Linked DNA regions of Mus musculus: all the other regions are linked to region 4. A link is a contact called in public Hi-C data. All regions are on one chromosome and are shown on one strand. The core of a region is the stretch at or near the end of the contact, and the rest is flanking DNA. Distances in the headings are between cores, read along the strand shown.

What was found. Hi-C and Micro-C count contacts between places; a contact is called where the count stands out from the background.
Region 1: a Hi-C map of cortical neurons shows a contact between it and region 4, with 2.8 times the contacts expected there. The contact joins the enhancer-like site here to the promoter of C130026L21Rik in region 4. A contact is called at or near these places in 3 of 39 promoter capture datasets (hippocampal neurons, liver and stem cell-derived epiblast-like cells), 4 of 484 Hi-C or Micro-C datasets (cortical neurons, neurons and uterus) and 2 of 115 datasets of contacts at active chromatin or transcription factors (double positive thymocytes and forebrain).
Region 2: a Hi-C map of DN3 thymocytes shows a contact between it and region 4, with 3 times the contacts expected there. The contact joins the enhancer-like site here to the promoter of C130026L21Rik in region 4. A contact is called at or near these places in 4 of 39 promoter capture datasets (the 3T3-L1 cell line, hematopoietic stem and progenitor cells, hippocampal neurons and 1 more), 1 of 484 Hi-C or Micro-C datasets (DN3 thymocytes), 6 of 115 datasets of contacts at active chromatin or transcription factors (embryonic basal ganglia, embryonic hindbrain, embryonic midbrain and 3 more) and 1 of 9 other capture datasets (embryonic stem cells).
Region 3: a Hi-C map of cerebral cortex shows a contact between it and region 4, with 2.4 times the contacts expected there. The contact joins the enhancer-like site here to the promoter of C130026L21Rik in region 4. A contact is called at or near these places in 9 of 39 promoter capture datasets (the 3T3-L1 cell line, cranial neural crest, embryonic stem cells and 5 more), 18 of 484 Hi-C or Micro-C datasets (brain, cerebral cortex, embryonic fibroblasts and 10 more) and 3 of 115 datasets of contacts at active chromatin or transcription factors (the SCID.adh cell line, embryonic hindbrain and neural progenitor cells).

The regions. Positions count from the first base shown.
Region 1 is chr5:111,702,357-111,705,056 of GRCm38.p6, forward strand. No RefSeq gene overlaps it. Among named protein-coding and RNA genes, the nearest start is that of Gm36481, 4.0 kb to the right of the region's middle. Within about 2 kb of position 1,430, at least 19 of the 459 cell types and tissues checked have an H3K27ac peak or open chromatin away from gene starts, as enhancers often do. A contact at or near this core is called in cortical neurons, forebrain, hippocampal neurons and 1 more, where this site is marked.
Region 2 is chr5:111,453,708-111,456,407 of GRCm38.p6, forward strand. Mn1 (meningioma 1) reads left to right here. Exons shown (of 3, transcript NM_001081235.2): 3 at 909-2,700. The coding sequence ends at 1,084. Among named protein-coding and RNA genes, the nearest start is that of Gm42155, 13 kb to the right of the region's middle. Within about 2 kb of position 1,379, at least 10 of the 459 cell types and tissues checked have an H3K27ac peak or open chromatin away from gene starts, as enhancers often do. A contact at or near this core is called in DN3 thymocytes, where this site is marked.
Region 3 is chr5:111,680,129-111,682,828 of GRCm38.p6, forward strand. No RefSeq gene overlaps it. Among named protein-coding and RNA genes, the nearest start is that of Gm36434, 18 kb to the left of the region's middle. Within about 2 kb of position 1,438, at least 36 of the 459 cell types and tissues checked have an H3K27ac peak or open chromatin away from gene starts, as enhancers often do. A contact at or near this core is called in the SCID.adh cell line, brain, cerebral cortex and 3 more, where this site is marked.
Region 4 is chr5:111,580,168-111,582,867 of GRCm38.p6, forward strand. It overlaps C130026L21Rik (RIKEN cDNA C130026L21 gene), which reads left to right and starts at 1,394. Exons shown (of 4, transcript NR_015546.2): 1 at 1,394-1,703; 2 at 2,012-2,129; 3 at 2,254-2,343.

The sequences.
Region 1 (2,700 bases), core at 180-2,679, 120 kb after region 4:
TTTTCAGAGTCCTGCTGGTCAGCAGCAATATGCTCCGGGGTTCCCACTGTGAATAAAAAGGACGCCGGCTCTCACTCCTGCAGATGTTCTGGGACCCAGCATCTGTGCACAGCAGGAATGGTCATCACTTGGCTCTGTGTGTCTCTTCCAAGTGAACCTATTTTGTGTGTGTGTGTGTCTGTCTGTCTGTCTGCCTGTCTCTGTGTGTAAGTGTGTATCTGTATCTCTGTGTGTGTGTATGTTTGTGTGTGTATCTGAGTATGTATTTCTGTGTGTATCTGTGTATGTGTGTGTATCTGTGTATGTGTGTGTCTGACTGTGTATGTATCTGTGTGTGTGTATCTGTGTATGTGTGTGTCGGAGTGTGTATGTATCTCTGTGTGTATCTGTGTATCTCTCTGTGTCTGTCTCTCTCTATGTGTATCTGTGTATGTGTGTGTGCATCTGTGTATGTGTCTGTATCTGTATATGTGTGTATATCTGAGTGTGTATGTTTCTCTGTGTGTATCTGTGTATGTGTCTGTGTATCTCGGTGTCTGTCTGTCTGTCTGACTGTCTGTCTGTCTGTGTGTATCTGTGTATTTCTGTGTGTAATTGCATCTGTATATCTTTGTGTGTATCTGTGTATATGTGTGTGTATCTCTCTGTGTCTGTGTATGTGTGTGTGTATCTGAGTGTGGGTATATCTCTGTGTGTATCTATGTATGTGTGTGTATCTGTGTATATGTGTGTATCTGTGTCTCTCTCTGTGTGTATCTCTGTGTGTATATATGTATGTATGCATGTATCTGTATATATGCATGTATCTGTGTATGAATGTGTATCTCTCTGTGTCTCTCTGTCTGTTTGTCTCTGTGTATCTGTGTGTATCTCTATGTCTATCTGTCTGTCTGTCTCTCTCTATGTATCTGTGTATGTGTGTGTATCTGTGTATGTGTGTGTGTCTGTGTGTGTGTGTTGGAGGAGGTACACCTATGTGCCCCTACATGTATAAGACTGAGGATACCTACCTCAGGTGACCTCTTTCTAGATGTTTCTTGCTCCCTTTAAGATGGGGTCTGTCATTTGCTTACCAGTCAGGCTAACCAGCGAACTCCAGGCATTTCCATCTCCCCATCGTCAGCACTGGGTTATAAATGTGTACCACCATACCTGGCTTTTTGGTAGGTTCTGGAAACCTGAACTCCATTTCTCATGCTTGCATGCCAAGTACATTCCTGATTAAATCGTGCCCCCACCCACCCCTCATCAAGCCATCTTAGGGTAAAAATAAGTCTCTAGTCTAAGATTAAAATTCCCTTGGATGCCCCTCCCCTCGCTCTGTAAGGCTGAAGGTAAACAGGGTTTGTTCAAAGCCTTGGAAACATTCCTGCATAATTGTGCCTAGTTATTAATGGTAAGACACCTGATCCTAGCTGGGCTGCACACCCGGATTCTGCTTTCTCTCCCTGCCGTTGCCAGGGCTCCCGTGTGCGACATCCGCGTGGCATGTCACACACATGGAAATGTGTGGTATGACAAGCACACTGTGTTACATTATACATTCTATACAATGTGTGTAATGGGATGTAGTGTATGACATATTCAGTCCCTTCTCAGCAACCACAGGGCTTGCCTCCAGACCTCCCTGGGCACCAGGATCTGGGATGCCCATCCCTTACATACAGTGGAGTGTTGCGGCATTTGCTGAGGAGGCTGCTGCACATGTCAATCACTCCCATGTGACCTTTGACCCCTGCTTCAACATGACAGCTGTGGAGACAGTTGCTGCACCTCATTGTCTGGAGAATGATGACAGGTTCTGCATTGAAAATGGTCTGAAGAGGGCCAGAGAGATGGCTCAGGGGGTAAAGGCAACTGCAGCCAATCCTGCTGACCTGAGTTCAATCCCCAGGACCCACATGGTGGGAAGAGATAATCAAATGTCAAAGTTGTCTTCTGACCCCCACATGTACAGTGTCATGTGTACCTCCTATAAATAAATAAATACAATAAAAATAGCTTCTGTAAAGTGCTGGATGAAGCCGACCGAGGGTGTGTTGCTGTGGGAACAGAGGCTGACTGCACACTAAGGGAGGCATGTAAAATAATCATGTGTGTAGGTAGAAGTCAGTGGCTTCCACACCGTCTCTCAACTGCTCAGCTTCGGGGCTCTGAAAATAGCTAACCTGGAGACTTCAGAGAAGACGCTAAAGAAGCGAATCACAAGAAGAAGCCAGCTAATGATGAATTATAAGACACGTGACACAGAGCCCAGAAGGCGAGCGTATGAAAAGCACAGTAGCTAGTGGCTGTCGCCATCGTCACTGTCCTGGGAAAGCTGCATGGCAATTTGCTCTTTGGGGAGCAGAAATTCACTCTTTGGGGTTAAAATGAAGTTTTCTTTGAAATGTCTTTGTGGTGTATGTGTGTGTGTGTGTGTGTGTGTGTGTGTGTGTGAGAGAGAGAGAGAGAGAGAGAGAGAGAGAGAGACAGAAAGACAGAGACAGAGAGAGACAGAGAGACAGACACAGAGAGACAGAGACAGACACAGAGAGACAGAGAGACAGAGAGACAGAGAGACAGAGAAAGAGAAACATACAGAGAGAAACAGAGTCACAGAGAGATAGAGAAACAGAGAGAGACAGAGAGATGGAAAAAGAAAAACAGAGACAGAGAGACAGAGAGATGGAGAAAGAGAAACAGAATCAGAGAGACAGA
Region 2 (2,700 bases), core at 129-2,628, 130 kb before region 4:
ACGAATCCCAGAGGACAGTCATAGCCTTGATAGCTGAGGCCCCTGAGGCCTGCGTGTCTGGATCATCCATTTTCAGAGAACTCAATTTATGCTCCTTTGTAGGGCTAGAACCGGGGTCTCAGTTAGAGCTGTATGTGTTCAGGAAAGTTTCTGTTCCTTTCTGGGCCACAGATGCCTCGTCTGTGAAGTGCAGGACTGGGAGGGTGAAAGAAATTGATGGGTGCCCCATAGGCTTCTCCTTGCCAGCCCACTCCCCAAGTCATGCCTTCTGAGCCCACTCCCTGTACCCTAAGGAGAGACAGAAACCTCTGGATGAAAAGAAGCTACAGAGATGTGGCCACAGAGAAGTCTGGCCTCTGCATCACTTGTCCCTTCTGACCCCCTCCTCCGTTCTGTCAGCCATGTCCCCCGAGGCAGACCATTCCCCTCTCTGGATCTTAGTTTTCTTAGCTATATAAAGTGAGGTGACCACTCTTAGCTCCTGGGGTGTGCTAGGAGGTCATCAACTAAGGAAGTTACAAGCGCGTAGTAGGCCCACAGCAGGTGTCTGTCTAAAGGAGTAGACACACCTCACTTCTTCAGAGTCTCTATAAAGCCCTGTGTGCCCTCCGGTATGCTTTTTAGATGGACTTCTCACTCTCCTGGTGTCTGGTTAGTCTTTATCCACCAGAGATGGACAAACCATGATGTCATCCCATCATCCCCTGCTTCCCAGAGGGTGACAGACCTGGATGCTGTGCCGTGTATTGCGGTTGCATCATCATTTTCTTACATCATCTTCGCAGCCCAAACTTCTGAGGACCTCTCCAGCCATGGGAGAAGGCTACCTCTCATCAACCCCTCCCTCCCTGCTGTCACCCCTGCATGGTCTTCCAGTGGCCACTAACGTGTGTCTTCTTTCTCCACAGCCCATGACCACCCCACCAACAAGGCCTCAGCCACCCAGCCCGGCAGCCACCTGCAGTGCCTGACTGTCCACTGCACAGATGGTGACCCCAAGGCCCGCACCTCCGTACCCACCTGGCGGTCTCTGCACTCTGATATCTCCAACCGATTTGGGACATTTGTGGCCGCCCTGACTTGAGCCCACGGGAGCCGATGCCCTAACCATCACCACGAGGGGCCTCCGTGGCTGAGCAGACTCTTTACAATATTTTTTTTCTTTCTTTCTTTCTTTCTTTTTTTTTTTTTTTTTTTTTTTTCTTTTTGGGTCTAGGTTGGTACTTTCTTAGTGGCACTCAGAATGGAAAGGGTTCATTGAAAGGGGCCGGGGAAGGTGATCAAAGGAACCTCAAAAAAGTTATCTGAAGGAAACCATGTGTGCCACACCGTGACACACCTGTGTCATCCTCCGCAGCAAATGCTGTGCTGGTGGGCGCAAACCTTTTTCCTGCTAGAGAACCCCCATTTCCTGTACTCGGCGTGTGTTCTAGAAGGCTCTTGCTTTGTTTAAGCCTGGACAGGGGTACCTGGAAACCCCCCCCCCCCCTTTAAATTCTTTTCCCTCCCTCTTTTCTATTTGTCCATCCCTATGGAGATCTTGGAAGATTGTGTCCTGGAGCACTCCCCGGGTGGATGTAGCAGGGTCATGCCAGTGTCGACTGGTGACATGGAGCAGCTGGAGGCGCCTTCACACACCGGGGGAGTTTTCTGTGCTCCCTGAGAACTTGCAGAGAGAGGTCTTTTCCTGATTGGCCCTTAGCATTCACTAAGCTTCCATTCCTCTCATTGGGAGCAGTCCCTCTGGTCCCTTCTGGGTTGTGAGTTGGATGCTGGTGTCATGGGCACCCTCTCCTTCACTGAGGCTACCGTTGCGCCCTCTGCCTTCTCTGTGGCCTTGTGACCCTCAAAGGGCACAAGGGAGGGTCTGCCAGTTGTCTAAGGGACTTACTGGCCCTGTTCTCCCAGATGGCAGCCAGGGTGCCTCAGTTCCACCTCGCATAGCATCCCTAAGTGAATCCATCCCTGGGAGGAGGGATTGAGGCAGCCAAATTCAGGCTGAGACACTCTTCGGTCCTGCACAGATCCTAGAGGGGAGGAGAGTAAATTGAGTGGCTTTGTGATGCCTGTTCCCGAGACTCACGTTCCCTTTGTGGGATGTCTCCTGCCCTTTGGATTTGGTTTCATTCTGATTTACAAGCAGAGCCCTGCCCAGTGTGTCCCCCTGGGAGAGACGCTTCTGCCTAAGTGGAGGGGAGCAGAGATTGCTGAGCTGATGTAGATAAATCTACAGCTTAGGGTGTGCTCTGTACCCCGCCAACCTATGTGGCCCACTATGGCTATGCTGTGGGGCCCTGCATCCCTGGGAGGGTCAGTCAGGCCAGAGCCAGTTCAGTTTTTGTTGTTAGTGTGTCTCTTCAATTACTCCTTTCTGAGCCCCACCTGAACTCGACAGACACCCTTCCCTTTCTTAGTAAGAGGTCCGAAGGCTTGGCTCTCTCCAGATACCCGTATTGTTTGTGTCAAGGGACTTTCAACTGTGGGAGCCCCTTGCCAAAAGCTGGCTATCTCCCTCAAGTCCTCTCCTCCTCCTCGTGGCTAAGTCCTGAGCCCCCAGGATCTGCACTTGTTGCCTGGGCGTTGTGATGGGGCTCAGAGGGCAGACACAGGTGGTATGGGCTGGTGGAGCAGGAAGGGCCCTCTGTTTTGTGCCCAAAGCAGTGAAGGGATGGCTTCTCTCCTCCATGGGCCACAGGAGCA
Region 3 (2,700 bases), core at 188-2,687, 100 kb after region 4:
AGTTCTTTCTGTGACCTGGATCTGTGGCTTTCCCTCCCAGAGCCTCTGTTTTCTCTCTTGAAGCTTGTAACATTGCATCTCTCATTTATAGATTTGGGTGGGTGGGATGTTAAAAATAACAGGTACAGAACACTAAACCCAATGCCTGGAATGGTGAACATGTTCAGTTCACAGATGTGTAAAAGCCCCATGCACCAATGGGCCTTGAGTTTGGAGCACACCAGGCTAGGGGCTGACTATCTGAGCCTGCCCCATGCATGTGTATATCTGTCTACTCATCTATCTATCTACCTACCCACCATCCATCCCTCCATCCCTCCATCCAGCCTCTTACCTATCTGTCCACCCATCCATCCATCTATCCATGCATCCATGCATCCATCCATGCATCTACCCATCCCCCCACCCACCCATCTATTCACCTACCCACCTACCTGTCCATCCATCCATCCACCCACCCATCCATTCACCTACTCACCCACTTATCCATCCATCCATCCATCCATCCATCCATCCATCCATCCATCCACCCAACTGTCCATCTCTTCACCAGAATTTTTTCTTTTCTGTTTTCTTTCGAGACAGGGTTTCTCTGTGTAGCCCTTGCTGTCTTGGAACTCGGTCTGTACCAGGGTGGTCTCAATCTCAGATCCCAGTGCCTCTGCCTCCAAAGTGCTGGGATTAAAGGCGTGCGCCTGACTTTGAGAAATGTTAATTGAGAAAATGTGTACACCTGATGTTACAGTTAAAGTAGACAGTAATGAAGAAAACCTGTCCCCCATACTCCCCAGGCTCTGATACTCTAGAGGAAGAGACACCGAATCCTTAAGGTTTGCAGCTGCTTCAAGGGCTAAGTGTGTTCCTAAGTATGATGAGGCCAGAGGAGGTCTCCTGAGGGATTGGTATGAGACCTGGGCTGAGAAGGACGGATTAAATACTAGCATTGAAGAGAGGGGAAGCGTATTTCACTGGGGCTGCACGTGCAAAGGGTTTGTGGCAGGCAGAAACCTTCTGGCCACACATTCCTGCTGTCTGGAGGGCAGAAAAGATCTAGGGGCCTGGCAGGTATTAGTCCCATGGCCACAGGAGAATCTTGACCTTTACTGTAGCACACTGGAAGCCATGGAAAGATAGAACATGAATTTTTTGAAAGTTCATTTTGTAGCCCTAAGCCTGATACGGGCGGTGTTGGCCTCAGGATCAGGGACAGGCACAGGTCTGACCCTGGCCAACCTGTCCTGGAGCCCCAGGACACTGTCTACACTGAGAAGACTATGACAGCCTGAACCCTCCAGAGGCAGGAACCCAGAACCCCTCACCCCAGCCAGTGGGTTCATTTACATGATCCTAGCTTAATTCATCCAGGGTATGTAAATGTATGCAAACCAGCATCCAGGAGAGGCAAAAATAGCAGGATGCATTAGCATGCCTCGCAGGAACATCGTTTTATGCAAATGGTTGCTGGGCCTACTGAGTGGGCAGAAAGGGGCATCTTCTCATCTCCAAGAGGGCCAGCTTCCTGACCCGCCCTGGACCCTGGCCAACTCTGCCATCAAGGGCGGGGGCAAGCGGGGAGGTCACAGGTACGGGGACAGACAGAATGGGAGGACCTTGGAGGGCTGCTATCCTGGAGTCTGGTGAGGTCCCTAGGATGGTGGGACCTCAGTCAGCTGCTGTCCTGGCTAGTCTTTGCCTCCACCCTGCGTCCCTCCTCCCTCTCTGCTCTGGCTAGTCCTCCTCACAAGCCTCCCTCTGATTGCTTTCCTGTACTGGCTTCTCTGAGATCAGACACAGACCTCCCACCCCTGGCAGCCTGCATTGTACATCCTGGGCACTGGTTCTGCTTTTCCAGGCCTCACCTCTGTCCTTCTCACACCTCTTGCCTCTGTGCCCCCATCCCCATCCCCCGAGTCCCACGCCAGTGTCTGTCTGGCTCTGACATTCCCTGTCACTTCTCCTCAGCTGTCTCCCCGTTTATGTTTCTTTCTCTGCCTCTGTCTCTCTCCTTGTCTTGCTTTGTCTCTGGCTGTTCCTGTCTCTTATTCTTCCCCTGTCTGCTTTTTCTCTTCTCTCCATATCTATTTCTGTCTCTCTGTCTGTGAGGCTCTCTGTCTGTCTGCTTCTGTCTGCAGGTCTCTCCTCCCTAGATTTTTTTCGTCTCCTTTTCTGTGCTTGTCTCTGCTCTTTCTATATCCACCCCCCATCTCAGGAGACCCCCTCCACTCCATCTCAGGAGACCCCCCTCCACCCCATCTCAAGAGACCCCCCTCCACCCCCTCTCAGGAGACACTGAGGGACTGCCCCCCCAGAAGTACTCCTTCCTGCTCCTGGGATCACCAGAAGATGTGTGGCCATTTGGGGGAGACATGGGGTCTCCCTACAACCCACATTCTGGTGACACCCAGATTCTGGCTGCCATCCACATCAGGAGGGCTGGGGGCCTGAGAACCCTTTTGAAGCTAGGGCCCTTGCTAGCTGAGATTGCCTGGGTTGGGTGAAAGCCAGGGATATGGCTTGGTAGTGACTGAGATTGGGTGATAGCTACTAAGTAAGGGCTGCCTCTTTGCCTCAGTTTCCTTTGCTGAGATGTGGTCCTACTGTGGTCCAAGTCAGGGCTTGCTGCGACTCAGCAACATTGCTCTCAAGTGTATGTCACCCATCTTGCCTTGACTTCCACTTGTGCCTATTGGCCTCAGTCAA
Region 4 (2,700 bases), core at 144-2,643:
CCTGTGTGTCCCGTGAGTCTGCTTTCAGACAGTGTTCTCTGTCTCCCGCAGTGTCCTTGAGCTGCAATAACCCATCTAGGCAGAGTACCCTCAACCCTAAAGGAAGAGCACCGCCCACGCAAAGTGCAGGGCAGCGCAGGGGTGTGGGCACCACGCTGCTGAGGCTTACACTGTACTTTGGTTTAGTTCTAACAGAGACTTTTCCCTGTGCACCATCCTTCCTGCTGTTACATACATGCACACACTTTAAACATTTGCGTACATGTATGTATGTATGTATGTATGTATGTATGTATATGAGTGTGATGTGTGTGTTCACGTGTGTAAGTGTGCTGTGGCATAGGTGTGGAGATCAGTGGACAACCTCAGGTCTCAATCCTCACCCTCAACCTTATTTTAACAGGTCCTCTTATGTGCTGTGTGTACTCTAGCTAGCTGGCCATAGAACTTCCAGGGACCCTCCTGTCTCTGCCTCCCATCACTGGGCAAGATCCCTGGGCTGGCAAATCCTTGTTCTTGCGTTGGGTCCTGCCTGGGTTCTGGGCATCCATTCTGCCTTCTCATGCTTGCAAGAAAAAAAAAAATCTATGTGACCACTGAGCTCTCCAGCCCCATTCCACTGACAAACGGCAGCTGTAACTTGTCAGATGTCAATCATAGGGAGGCTCTGGGCGATGGAACCCAGGGTTTTATGAGTGTCACATGGTGCTCTGCCACCAGGCTAGCCCAGCCCAGTGTGTTTTCACACACAGGTGGTCCTCCATAGTCCTGTCAGTCTGAGAGGAGCATCTTTTCAGCCTCTAACCACTTCCCTGCTGCCGAGAGGTCCCGGCCCAACAGTGGTCTGGACCACACATAGCTGTGGCCTAAGAACTGAACCAGGAGGAGCTCATTTTGCGACCTGTGCCTCAGTTTCCTGATCTGACAGTGAAGCTCCCGTGTCTCCCTTAGGCAGCAGCTGCAGAGTAACCCCGCATGTGGGTTGCAGCGGCTGCTTAGCCAAGAAGGTGCCGCCAGCATCAGGCTGCAAAGTTCCCGTGAACCCAGGGCTGTGGTGCAACTGTCAGCTAGGCCCAAGCCCCCAGCCCCGGAGACCCCGGAGCCAGGCTGCATCTCGGGGAAATGAGGCCCGGTGGCCCCTGACCCCAGCCTGCAAGAGGCTAACCCCCTCCCTGGCCCCTCGGCTGTGAGGCTGCCCGCCCGGACCATTCATGGGTTTGTATTATAAGATGACTGCCGTCGCCATGGCAACATGAAAGGAGCCGATCTCATTACTGAGGCCCGGACACATTATTTTCTCCAAGGAATTTCTTCTTTTCATTATTTCCCTCCAAAGGTCAGCTGTCCTCTCAGGCGGGGCGGGGGCTGCGGGGGTGTCCACGAAAGGTGAGCCGATTCGGGGCCCAATTCCCCGGGTGGAATTTACAAGCGTTTTGCCTTCTCCTCCTGATCTAACACCAGCTTAGAGAATTTCTTCAAACCAGCCTTTCTCTTTAACCCCTGCGGCTCCGGCAGACAGCAGCCCAGCCATCCTTGCTAAGTTCCTGAGATTCCCTCCAGGGTCTGGGCTTTTCTCCAGCACGTGGCTCCCTGCTACCATCCGAGAAGTCCCTGATGCTGAGGTCTCTGCTGACTTGCCCCGAAGGATTGCCGACACACGGACATTTATGTCTTCCCCACAGGGAAAAACACCCCATTAGAAGGTAACACTAATGCGGGGGCGGGGGTGGTGGTGGCGGGGAGTCCATATCCTCGCTTGGAATGCAGAGTGTGCTGCAATTCAGAGACTGATAGACCTGCTAACATCCCTATCAGGCTGTGTGCCCTTGGGCAAGTAGCTCCCTGTTTCTGGGCACACTTTGCTCATCTGTGAAGCAACTCTATGTTGGTGTGTACCCAGGGAATGAGCAGAAATCATGAGCAGAGTCTGGCTGGCACCCAGGAACAGTAAATACCAAGGATTGATGATCGTATTTTGGTGTGTTTCTATCCATTTCTCTCTGTGTGTCAGCTGTCTGTAACTGTGAAACAAACAGCCCCGAGACTTGAGACTCGTTACCGGGAAGCAGCGATAACTCGGTATTAGCTCGTGCAGTTTCTGTGGGTGGAGGCCTCTGCATCCGTCTCTGGTGGGTCCTGAAGTGGCTGCAGCTACCCAGAAGAGGGAGGCAGAGGCTGGGATGGTTCTTCTGATATCTGGCCTCACAAGTCAACCGTATCTTGTGTCTATCTGCCTTACTCTGTGTCCAATAGGCAGAAATTTGGTTCCCCCATAGGATCTTCAGGGAGCTGCAGTGACACCAGAGGAGGGCTACTGGAAATGGCACCAGGACATCATATTCGGTAAGACAGGATCAGGGTGGACACCCATTCTACAGAGGGAAAACTGAGGCTCTGGACAAAAAACAGTGGCTTGCCCCACTGGCTTCCCACAGGCTCTAGATTCTTCCTTCTGTCTCAGTTTCTCATGGGGCCAGTCATTCAGCTCACCAGATTCTCTATCTGGGACACTGGAGGATTGTCTGCCCCTGTGTGGTGGGTACTCAGAGCTGGGGGAGCTCCCAGCCTCTCCATGGGAATTCTGGCACGTGCAGCGAAGATGATGATGTGTAGCTGTGATGTTGATGATGTGTGTTTGTTGACAGTTGGACGATTGTCTACCTCACAAGACAATAAATGGCTGCCAGAGGCAGAAACGTC